Linked DNA regions of Mus musculus: region 1 is linked to region 2. A link is a contact called in public HiChIP or PLAC-seq data. All regions are on one chromosome and are shown on one strand. The core of a region is the stretch at or near the end of the contact, and the rest is flanking DNA. Distances in the headings are between cores, read along the strand shown.

Region 1 (6,117 bases), core at 771-3,270, 1.2 Mb before region 2:
TAGCTCTGGCTGTCTTGGAATTCACTCTGTAGATCAGGCTGGACTCAAACTCAGAAATTCACCTGCCTCTGCCTCCCAAGTGCTGAGCTTAAAGGCGTGCACCGCCACCGCCCAGCAATATAATACTGTTTTTAAAAGCTACCTTGGGCTGGAGAGATGGCTTGGCGGTTAAGAGCACTGACTGCTCTGCCAGAGGTCCTGAGTTCAAATCCCAGCAACCACATGGTGGCTCACAGCCATCTGTAATGGAATCTGATGCCCTCTTCTGGTGTGTCTGATGACAGCTACAGTGTACTCGTATAAATACAAAATAAATAAACTTTAGAAAAATAAATAAAAGCTAGCTTAAAAGAATGTGAAATAAGACTGGGGAGAGGTTCAGTGGATAGACAGGATGGGAGTTGAGATGCCCAGTACCCACATAAATTCTGGGAAGGTATGGTGGCTAGTAGTGATGCTAGGACCTAGGGAGCAGGGATGGGACTCTCAGGGCAAGCTGGCTAGCTAGGCAAGCTGAATCTGCAAGTTCTGGGTTTAGGGAGAGATCCTGCCTCAGTAAATAACGTACAGAGTGATTGCGATGAAGTCTGACCGCAACCTCTGGTCTTTGTACCTAGGTGCACACCAACACCCTGGGGTGTGCACTACACACATGTACTCTCGCCACGCCGGAACACACAAACAATCATAAGAGTATCACATAAATACATTGACTTTTGGGTGGAGGAAATTCATGGTCCTCCCCTCCTCCACCCCTGAGATGGGCCCAAAAAGAGCAATATTAATGTGGACTAATTTTTCAATTATTATTATCTTATGTGTTTGGGTATTTTTCCCACATGTATGAGAACCACGCACGTGTGGTGCCCACAGAGACCAGAAGACGGCTTTGGATCAGGCTGGGACTGGAGTTACAGCTGGTTGAGAGTCAGTATGTGGGTGCTTGATATCAAACCTGGATTCTTCGGAAGAACAGCCAGTGCTCTTAATCCATTTGCTTAGCTAATTCTCCAACCTCAATAATTCTCTCTCTCCTCTCTCTCTCTCTCTGTCTCTGCTTCTCTGTCTCTGTCTCTTTGTATGTGTCTGTCTCTCTCTGTCTCTTCCTATCTGTATGTCTGTCTATCCACCTGACTGTCTGTCTCTCTGTGTGTCTGTATGTTTTTCTGGTGTCTCTTTCTGGTGCTGGTGATTGATCCCAGGCCCTTGTGGGTTCAAGTCAGGGGCTGTCTGTCCCTCAGAGCTATATTTTCTATTCTCTGGCCAAACTTGCTAAGGAGCAGGACACTGGATGTCTTAGTCAGTGTTCCATTGCTGTGAAGAGACACCATGACCATGGCAACTTTTTTAACAGAAAGCATTTAATTGGGGCTGGCTTACAGTTTCAGAGGTTTAGTCCATTACCATTGTGGCAGGGAGCATGGCAGCACACAGGCAGACATGGGGCTGGAGAGATAGCTGAGAGTTCTACATCCAGATTCATAGGCAGGGGGAAGAGAGAAACCTCAAAGCCCACCCCCAGTGACACACCTCCTCTAGTAAGACCATACCTCCTAATCCCTGTCAGATAGTGCCACTCCCTGATGACCAAGCAGTCACACCTATGATCCCGTGGGAGTCATTCCCGTTCAAAGTAGCACCGTGGAGGTGGTGTTAAATAAGCTTGACCTGGGAGAGGAGCCTCTTCTGTCCTTGGGGTGGTTTTCCTCTGGAGGCACACAGGAAAGAAAGAAAAAAGGGCCTGTGTATCTCCTTTTGCTCTCTCTGGCTTCTTTATGCTCACCCTTCCTGCCTGTCTGGGAATGTAGATGCTGTCTTCTGAGGGCTGTGGCCAGTACCCAGAACAACCCTGGTGTGTGCTCCGGCTCCCCCTCTCCTCTTCCTGGGCTCTCCTCACTGGACTGCTCTTTCCTTACTGTTGAGTGCTGGGATGAGGACGGCTGAGAGTTGATGCTGCTTAGAGGAGAGCCATCATCATGTGGCCCCTTTGAAGGCCCCAGGCCATGTTATGTAGCTAAACATTGATTAACAATGGAGTTCCTGTCAGAACTGCCCTCGCCCCAGAGCTGTCTTCAGTACGTAGATGGGCCTATCAAACTGATCACAGGCTTAGAGACAAGTGAAGGACAGACAGAAGGGGTCCCATTGTCTATCCAGGCCATCTGTTTTTCTGTTGGTAACAATATTTCTTTTTTTCTACCAACAATATTTTGTAAATTAATCAAAAGAAGGAGTTTCTAGGGAACTCTGTTCTAATTTGTTTTAAAATGAAACAATTTCAGCACAATGACAAACAACAACAACAAAATAACAAACCTCAAACTTGAAGCTGGAAGGCGGAGGTTCAAACGGTCTTAGTTATATAATGTTGGCTAACAAATTTAGCCTCTGTGTTTCTTGGGAAAGAAGAGGATGGAAGAGGGGGAGAAAACATATGAATTAGGAGTTTCTAGGTTTGCTGTATGCCAGGTCTCAGAAATCATAATTCCCAGTTGTAGCATCCAGCCTGACATAACACCTAGGAGGGAACAGCTGCACCATAGACTCATTCTGCACTCTGGACCCTTCTGCCAAAGTCAAGTGACCAAACCGACCCCAACCCCAGTGGTTCTAGGTGTTAGCATTCCATATAAACTCCACCCCACAGTTACCTGGCAACAGCCAGGAAGGCCTGATCCACTATAAAAGAGCCTGCTTGCCTCCTCCTCTCTCTCTTGCTTCTCCCTTGCTCTTGCTCTCCCATCCCCATTCCCTCCCTCCACCCCCCACGGGCTCATGGCCAGCCTCAATTTCTCTACTCTCTCCCTCTCTCTGCCTTTCTCTGCCTCTACTACCCTCTTAACTCCCTTCCCCATGCCCTGAATAAACTCTATTCTATACTATACCATCATGTGGTTGGTCCCCCCATACCTCACCACACCCCCATAGAACATATTCTTTCTCTTTATCTTTTTATAAACACATTACTAGGGGCAGACGCCAAAGACTGGCATTAGCTCGTTTTTAGTGTCCTTCTTTCCTTCCGTCCTTCCTTCCTTCCTTCCTTCCTTCCTTCCTTCCTTCCTTCCTCCCTCCCTCCCTCCTTCTTTCTTTCCTTCCTTCCTTCCTTCCTCCCTCCCTGCCCCCCTCATGTGTTTCTCTGTGCGTGTCTGTGTGTGTCTCTGTGTGTGTGTGGGTGTCTCCGTCTCTGTGTGCATCTGTGTGTATGAATGCACACCTGTGGACAATGTAATGCACTTGAGGTTTACAATCTGTTACAATTGAACAGAGCCCCAGTGCACACTGAGCCTTCTTACTTTCATGGAAGAGAAAGTCTCCATCTAAACTCGTGGTTCTCAACCTTTGCAACTCTGTGATCCTTCCATTCAGCTCCTCCTCTTGGTGCGGTGACCCCCAACCATGCATTTATGTTCATTGCTATTTCACAGCTGTGATTTTGCAACTGTTATGAACTGTAATGTAACTATCTGATAGGCAAGCCCTGTGAAAGGGTCATTGATCCCCCAGCGGGTCGCAACTAACAGGCTGAGAACCGCTCGCTGATTTAAGGTTTGAAGATGAGAAATATTCTGATACTCAGGAGGAAGGGTTATTGCAGGTTTTGGGGGTCTGTCCTGGGGTCAGAACCAGAACATGGCACTGGTGACATTAGGAAGCCACTCACCCTGGACAGAGTGTGGGTAATATATCCATGTAACTCCAAAGGAGGGGAGAGAAGGAACTGATGGGTTCAACAATCTGGGACAGCCAAGAGGAGGCTTGGTAGATTTTTTATATTTTCCAGACAGGGTGCTATGTCACTCAGCCTGTTCTGACTCTCCTATGTCACCAAAGATGATCTTGAACTCCTGGTCATTCTCTCTCCACCTCCCAAGTGCTGGCATCCCTAGGATGCACCACTGCACCTGGCTTCATGCAGCATGTGGGTTCTAACCCAGGCTTCCATGCATCCTGGGCAAGCATTCTGCAGGCTAAGCTTTGATCCCAGTCCCCAATAGACTGGGCTTTGCAGTAAAGAGTTTGGGGTTTTATTGATCTGGGGGAATGGAAAACACTGAAGAAGCAAGGACATACACAACCATGTAGAAATACACATGAGCATTTTGTATGCAACTGGCTTTTCACACAGTCAGTCCATAAATATTCAAAGTATTTCAGCATACACTAGTCATAGTGAGAAAGCTTAGGACTCTATAAAATAATGTCTAGTTTCCAGGCTCCTGAGCATCAGAGAAGGGGCCCAACATCTTTTCAAAATAAAACAGTATTTTGAGCAGGACCGGTTGGGCTCAAATCTTGACTTTTCACTGATGAACCGAGTGACCTCGATTGGAATTTTCTTCAGCTCTATACCCCAGCTTCCCCAGGGGAATGACACAATCGGCCAGAGTGCTTGCCTCCTTGCTTAACTGTGAGGGTTAAGTGAGATAGCACAGACATCCTCTTCATCCTGCCATGAGCTTTCTGTTGCCCAGTCCTCAAAACACCAAGTGTCTTTGGGACTCAGCTCCTCAGTAAATACTGTTGGCTCTAATTTTAAAATGCGTCCAGCTGTCATGTGCTCTGTTGCCCCAGATATCCCCTTCAGGGCTGAAGCTCTCATCAATCACCTGCTGGGAAAATTGATTGTTTGGGGCACATGGGTGTGTCTCTCCTGAGGGTTACCTTGGCTGAAGAGAATGGCCTCATTCAGCACTGGGCTACTTTCAAAAATCAATCCCAGCAACTGGTTGATGCACAAACAGACGCACCATCTTGCCTGTGGTAGTTCTTCCACCCTAGGAATGTGCTAGATAGCAAGGCAGGAGGAAACACAGCTGCTCCTGAGCTGACTAACAGAAGGACTGCCCTGGATCACTGAAGCGATTGGGGAAAGGGTCCAACACATTGAGAATGGTCGTGTGATAAGAGATATTCATCTGGTCTTTGACGTCAGTTCCTGGCACAAAACCACTCATAAGCTCTTGAGTAACAGGAGAATCTTTTGTTCTGATGAGGCAACACTTTGTGGTCCCAGATAGCTTCAGTATGGAGCAGGTTGCTGGAAACAGATTGACCCGAAGCTTGGAGCTTTCCGCCTTACCTTCTAACCTTCTGGAAGTAGGGAGAGGCTAGCAATTTTATTCATAACCCATAATTCCTACTAGGCAAAGTCTCCTTAGAACTCCTAAAGTACAGAGCTCAGAGTGTATCCTGTCTGGCGCTCAGAGCTTGAAACAGGTCGGTATACAGTCAGTGCCTCCCCATTGTCTCTCACTGGCTTCTCCTGAGATGGAAGTTGTGTAATGGGCTCCTGGTCTAGCAAATTCTGTATCTCAGAAGAGTGTGATGGGAGCCCCTATAGTCAGAAGAGTGGGTGACCCAGGACATGTGGCTGGCATCTGAGGTAGGGACAGTTTTGTGGACTGAGTCCTTCTACTCCTGGAGTCTGGAGAGGTCACTGGGTGGTAAGCATTGGAACAGGCTTTAGTTGCTGATGTCAGGATGGCTGGAGAAGCGAAGCCTTGGCTAGGAAGAGAAACCTCTTACTTGACATTGAATGAAAACATCTCAGGAGCTGTATTCTCTTTTGAACTGAACCTGCAGTTTGGGGAAGGAGTCTCAGGAATGCGTTCTGAAGAAAAGAGCAGGAAAATGAACATCCAGGGCCTCAGAAAAGACATGCCCCTCTTTCAAAACATCTATTCTGCTTGTCAAGAAAAACTAACTATGGGCTTTTTCTGTGCGCGCCCCGCCCCAACCCATCTTAGGATTTCTAGTGCTATAATGAATGCAAATTGGGGAGGAAAGAGTTTATTTGGCTTATAATTTTCACATCATAGCTCATCACTGAAAGAAGCCAGGACAGGAATTCAAGCAGGACTGGAACCTGGAGGCAGGAGCTGATACAGAGGCCATGGAGGGGTGCTGCTTACTGGCTTGCTCTTCATGGCTTGCTCAGCCTACTTTCTTATAGAACCCAGGATCTCAGCCCAGGGAAGGCACCACCCACAGCAGGCTGCACGCCCCCACCCCCAATCAAATTACTAAGTAAGAAAACACCCTACAGCCAGATCTTATGGAGGTATCTTCTCAACTGAAGTTCCCTGTCTATAGACAATGCGACTTAAAACTATT
Region 2 (5,927 bases), core at 2,777-5,276:
CCCACCCAGAACTCCTGGGGACTGGACCACCAACCAAAAAGTACACGTGGAGGGTCCCATGCCACTGACCACATATGTGGCAGAGGATGGCCTTGTTGGATGTCAGTGGAAGGAGAGGCCCTTGGGCCTGAGAGTGTTTGATGCCCCATGTAGAGGAACAGTAGGGCAAAGAGACAAGAGTGGGTGGGTGGGTGGGGGAGCATCCTCATAGAGGTGGGGGGTGAGGGTGGGATAGGGGGCTTCTGAAGGGGAGACCTAGAAAGGGGAAAACACTTGAAATGTAAATAAAGAAAATATCAAAAAAAACCTTCTAAAAATAAAATAAAATGTGCTCTCTCTCTCGTGCGCACACACACACACACACACACACACACACACACACACACAAATTAGCCTTTTCCCAGTGATTTTGTCCAGCTATCAGCTTAGCATTCCTTTTCTAAATCCATCACCCTTTGGTCGGTGATCCTGGAGCTGGATCCTGCAACACACTTGCTCTGCCAACTGGCACAATGACACTTTGTCAGTAGAGGGCACTGGAGGGACACTGCAGAACTAACTAGCTCTGTCTGTCCCTGGTGTCCTTGTTCTTAAAGCAAGACTGGTTGCCTCTTAGATACGGCATCCAGCAGTGCGCACTGGAGCACCCACCCCCAGACACCCTGCCAGCCTCAGTGTGCTGAAGCCCTTCTGCCAGCAGACTGTTAGCTTCAGCCCACCAGCTGCCAACCAGTCCAGAAAAAACCCTGAGTAAACTTTTCTGCTCATCTGCTGGGCTGCAGCTACAACCTTTCTAATGAAGACTTTTAGGGAAGAGAACCTTCTTTGCAAATTGTTCCTTATATGGGTATTCCCATTCCTATGGCTATCATTAAGACTAAGTTCTGTCTTTTATTAACACCTTCTTTCTGGTAATTAATTTTTGGTATAACAGTCTCCCTGTACAAATGGGTTGTGTGATTTCTACCCCCTGCATAAGCCCTGTATAATGGAGAAACAGAATGGTCTTTAATTGTACCAGAATTCAAAGTTCTGATTGTGGGGTTAAGTTGATGATGCCCTTGAATTTCAGCATGTGCTGACAGGAAACAGGCTGCTTGCATTCTATGGTACGTGGGGATGACACAATTAACTTGTGATTGTTAGGGGTTGGCTGTGATGGCAAGAGAAGTGAATACACCAAGAAGTTATGAGTCGCTTCAGTTAACCATGGATGTCACAGTGATAAGGGGTTGTAGTCTTATACCCTAAGTGGCATTCCACACCATCTCTACCGTACAGTAATCTCCACATGAGTCTGGGCTATGTCTGACCTTAATATTTTGTTTCATGGATGTTTAGGTACCAGTACTACAATGCTTTTAGAGAGTGTGTATGTATGTGTGTGTGTGTCTGTGTGCATTAGAGGAGGAGATAAGGAAGGCAAATTCTTCCTTACTTCTGTTGCTTCCTTCTAGAATTTTTCATTATATTTTTATGTGTTATTTTCCACATCAACAAAAATTAGCCTTCATAGTCCTAGGGGAAACATTTAGTTTTATTTATTTATAGGATTTATTTTTTGTGTGTGTGTCTATGTATGTGTGCTTGCATGTGTTTATGTGTACCATGCATGCGCAGTGCTTTCAGAAGCCAAGAGAGGTTGAGTCATGAAACATTGTGAGTCGCCTCAGTGGTCTCGGTTCTGGGAACCGAACCCAGGTCCCTAGTTTTGTTTTTTATTGAAATAATATTCTATTTTATATTACTCGGAGGAAATCAACATATTTTGGGATTTATAAGTCCCATACAAAGAAATGCCACCTCTCTGTTCAATCATATCATTTTATCATTTTTCCCTCCTTTCTTTCTTTCTTTCTTTCTTTCTTTCTTTCTTTCTTTCTTTCTTTCTTTCTCTCTCTCTCTCTCTCTCTCTCTCTCTCTCTCTCTTTCTTTCTTTCCTTCCTTCCTTCCCCTAAACCTTTCCTATGCTACCTCTCTGTCTCTTTCTTTGTCCCTGCCCCTCTCTCTCTCTTGCTCTCTCGCTCTCTCTTCCTCCCTCCCTTCTTCTCCAACTCATGGCTTGTTGTTATAAATGAGTGTTATCTCTCTCTCTCTCTCTCTCTCTCTCTCTCTCTCTCTCTCTCTGTGTGTGTATTCCTAAATATATAAATACAGCCTCCTCAGTTGCTATAATGTTAATTGTATGTATGGTTTCAAGGCTAACCACCTAATATTGAATGACTCAAGGGCTCTTCTCTGGGGACGATGATCTCTCCTGCTTTCTGTGTTCCTTAGTTACATGTAGTTCTTTGGTTAGCATTTAGGGGCCATGAGATTCCCCCTCCCGTGTTATCGTGTCTGTCTGAGGGTGTTGCCAGTGTTCAGGGCTTGTTTAGGCAACCATGCTGATGAGAGTTCATGGGTACAGCTTCCCTGACGACACCTTCTTACAGCAGATTTCCTGGTGCTCCAGTTATTGCAATCTTTCTCTCCTCTCTTCCTCTGTTGGGAGCTATTAAGACAACTCTCGATCTCTAAATTGGGCCTCCCCCCCCCAGAAGAAAAAAGGGGTCAAAAGCGGGCCACCGACTCATGGATTCCGAGAACTATGGGATGTTCCAGCCCTGGGTCATCACTGCTCTCCTGACCACACCCTGACACTACCAAATTCCTGCTTCCCTGTGTAGCTGTCAAAAGAAAGAATTTCTATTGCCCCCCCTTCCCATAAGTACTTCTCCTTTTGCTTGTATTGCCCTACCCCTCCCACTGATAAATACCTCTCCTTTTGCTTGTATTGCCCTACCCATCCCACTGATAATTTATCTGTACTTCCCCTTTTGCTTGTGCATTTAAGCCTTGGACCTTTCTCAATACATCGGGGTCTTGATACAGCTTCAGAACGGTTTCCGTGTCGTTATTCGTACAAGACCCTCGTCTCTCTCTACCCCCCATTTGGTTATTAGGAGGAGGTCCCCTCGAGATCCTCGAATAACTGGACCTGCTGGACGGGTCATTCCTCCATGATCCCTGAGCCTTAGGTACAAGAATTGCATTATAGATGTATCAGCTGAGACTGGGTACCACACAGTCACAGGCATTGTTTTGCATTTTTGTAAGTTGTGGTTTTTTTATAGTGGTCTTCATCTGTACCCAGGAAGATGTTTCTTTGATGGGAAGTTAGATTTGTAATTATCTGTGGGTTTAAGAACACATAGTTAGAATGTTCTTAGGGATTGTGTTGGTTTAGTAAAGTAGCAGGTGTAGGTTACCCCTCAAGATCCATGACTTCACTAGTCCTGTTTAACTGGTTAAGTTTCTAGTATTGAGCAGGATTTACTTCTGTGTGAGTAGGCCTTCGGTCTAAGTAGAGAGCTATTTGTTACTGTCAACATATGCTCACTACTAGTTCACCCTTAGTGATATTGTGCCACACTGGTTGTTATTTTAGTTCACAGGCTGCTACGACTACTCCAGTGCAGTCTACTTGGTAGGCCTAAAGCCTGAAAGTAGTCATGAGGCAATGGGTTTCATGGAAACAGCCTCCTGGAACCTTGGCATTCTCATAGCCCATATACTCAAAACCTGTCCCTGCGTTAGTCTGGTGTTTGGATCCGTGTGCTCTCTTTCAGTATTATTATTATAAGTACCTTTAAGGATTGATTTTTGACATAGCTAAGCCTCTATCAGTGTTCCAATGTCCTAGAAAATCCTTGAAGCCAACTCTGAGCTTGGAATTCAGTAAGAAAGTTATCTATTCAGTAACATTCAAATTCACTTCTAGTAGAGACAGTGAAACTAATTAGGCATTACTATTTACTGGAACAGAGCTAGGAAAGCTCAGGGCTAGTCTGCATAGCAATTACTTAGGACAATAGCTGAGTCACACCCAAACACAGATATACACAATGGCCTAGGAAATAGGTGGGTTGTCGCTTGAAAGAGTAGAAGGGAATTTCCCTGGTGCAGGTTTCTTCACTGGGCCCAGAGGACTAGCATAATCAGGTATTTACTAAAGAACTCCTGGTGGTGGGTTTAACAATAGACTAGGGTTGCATCAGGCCATTCACCTGGCTCCAGTGTTCAGCTGATCTTTTTAAGTGGTAAATGTGGCCTGGCTCCCACCATCTTTTGATGTATGCATTCTTTTTGTTTTGTGTCAGTGTAAACTTGGCGGATGTGTTTGCCTAAATTTCTTGTTTTTCTTCTGTATTAAAAGTCTGGTGTTCGTTTGGACAAAATACATTCATATCCAGCACACTCTCTCGTGTCTGTGTCTGTCAGTTCTTGCCAACTCCACGTCCACCTGCCAGAGCCCCTGATTCCCATGGATTGAGGGGGGCCGACTGAACCTGGTCCGTGGCAACAGGCCATCATGGCTTTGCATGACATTGCTTCTGTCCCTTGGAAGCTTGCATGGTACCTTCTGGCTTAAGAGCCAGTCCTTAGGGAGGAGGTTTTCAGGTTAGATCCAGCCCAACTGTCTGGGTCCTATGTCTGAAGTGCATGGTGTCCTCCAAAATAGGGACTTTTTTATCTTCAACCGTTGGAAGGAAACCAAGGGCCACAGCAATAACCTATAATGTTTTTGTTTGTTTGTTTGTTTTGTTGGGTGTGTGGGGGGTGTCCCTTGGACCATCCAGACCAATAACTCAAAGGAAGTTTCTTGCGCTTAGGCTTGAGGATTTGATAGTCTGTAGCTCTCACGGAGAGCATCGTCAGCCCAGATGGGAAATTTTCACTTAATCTAACTCTCTCTCCTCTCTCTCTCTCTTTCTCTCTCTCTCTCTCTCTCTCTCTCTCTCTCTCTCTCTCTCCCTCCCTCCAGGTGTGTGTCTGTATGTGTACATGTGTATGTTTGTGTGCATATGTGTGTCTGTATGTGTCATGTGTGTATATTTGTATGTGTGTGTTTGTGTGTATGTCTGTGTGTGTGTGTGCATTACATATAATTTTATGAAGGTAGATAGTAATAGGATTCTTTATAACCTTTGCAGACATCCTCACTGGTATTATACCTACTTCCTTCTGGATTTATCTCAGCCCCTCCCTAATCACTGTAGCCTGGCATCCATGTCCCTATTACTCCCCAACATTCCATTTCCCTCTTTACTTTCCTGGTTTCTGCAGTGACTCCAGACTATGCATTTACATCTGAAGCCTTGAAGCTAGGAGCCACAGATAGGCACCCATAACATTCATTTCTCTTGGTCTGGATCACCCCTCAATACTTTCTTTTCTAGTCTCATTCACCTACTTGCAAATCTCATGATTTAACTTTTCCTTTAAAGCTGAACAGCATCCTATATACTGTATATTTGTGCCATATTTTCATTATTCATTTGTCAGTTGAAGGATATTTAGATTGTTTCCATGATTTCTAAAAGGGAAATCTAGTTCTAAAGACTAAAGTCACATGTGGCACTACAATATTTCTGAAAGTTCATATTTGGATGAAACTGAGAACGTTGGTTTTCAATTGAAACACACACACCACACACACACACACACACACACACACACACACACACACACACACAGAAGCACGCACACATTCTTACCTAAGAATTACTAGAATAGCTAGAAGACAGACACAAGGTTCTATTAGGGCAAGAAAGCCACACATTTACTGAGCAAAGATGATAGAAAACATAAACAATCAACTTCTAATTCCATTCAAGTTTCAAGCTTTTGCTCGCTCATATATTAATTAGTATATGTCATACTTAGGTGAGAATATTTCCTGAGGGAGCCTTGTAGGTTCTGGCTGCTGTCAACTCCCGGGTAATCTGTGTTCCTCTGACCATTAAAACCCTAAATGGCTTTAATTAAACTGGGCATGTCCATTGAAATGGTTATATTTTAGACATTACAAAATAATTTTGAGAAACTAATAAAGAATAATTGACACCACCAGACTCCTTACATTCGTTACAAGATTTATTCAC

The links. HiChIP or PLAC-seq counts read pairs in DNA pulled down with a chosen protein or histone mark.
Region 1: an H3K27ac HiChIP or PLAC-seq map of embryonic stem cells shows a contact between it and region 2, with 5 times the contacts expected there. The contact joins two enhancer-like sites. A contact is called at or near these places in 4 of 39 promoter capture datasets (the 3T3-L1 cell line, hippocampal neurons, liver and 1 more), 1 of 115 datasets of contacts at active chromatin or transcription factors (embryonic stem cells) and 1 of 9 other capture datasets (macrophages).

The regions. Positions count from the first base shown.
Region 1 is chr5:105,668,459-105,674,575 of GRCm38.p6, reverse strand. No RefSeq gene overlaps it. Among named protein-coding and RNA genes, the nearest start is that of Gm32276, 20 kb to the right of the region's middle. Within about 2 kb of position 2,020, at least 8 of the 459 cell types and tissues checked have an H3K27ac peak or open chromatin away from gene starts, as enhancers often do. A contact at or near this core is called in embryonic stem cells, where this site is marked.
Region 2 is chr5:104,441,025-104,446,951 of GRCm38.p6, reverse strand. It overlaps Spp1 (secreted phosphoprotein 1), which reads right to left. Exons shown (of 7, transcript NM_009263.3): 7 at 5,899-5,927. Among named protein-coding and RNA genes, the nearest start is that of Spp1, 8.9 kb to the right of the region's middle. Within about 2 kb of position 4,026, at least 15 of the 459 cell types and tissues checked have an H3K27ac peak or open chromatin away from gene starts, as enhancers often do. A contact at or near this core is called in embryonic stem cells, where this site is marked.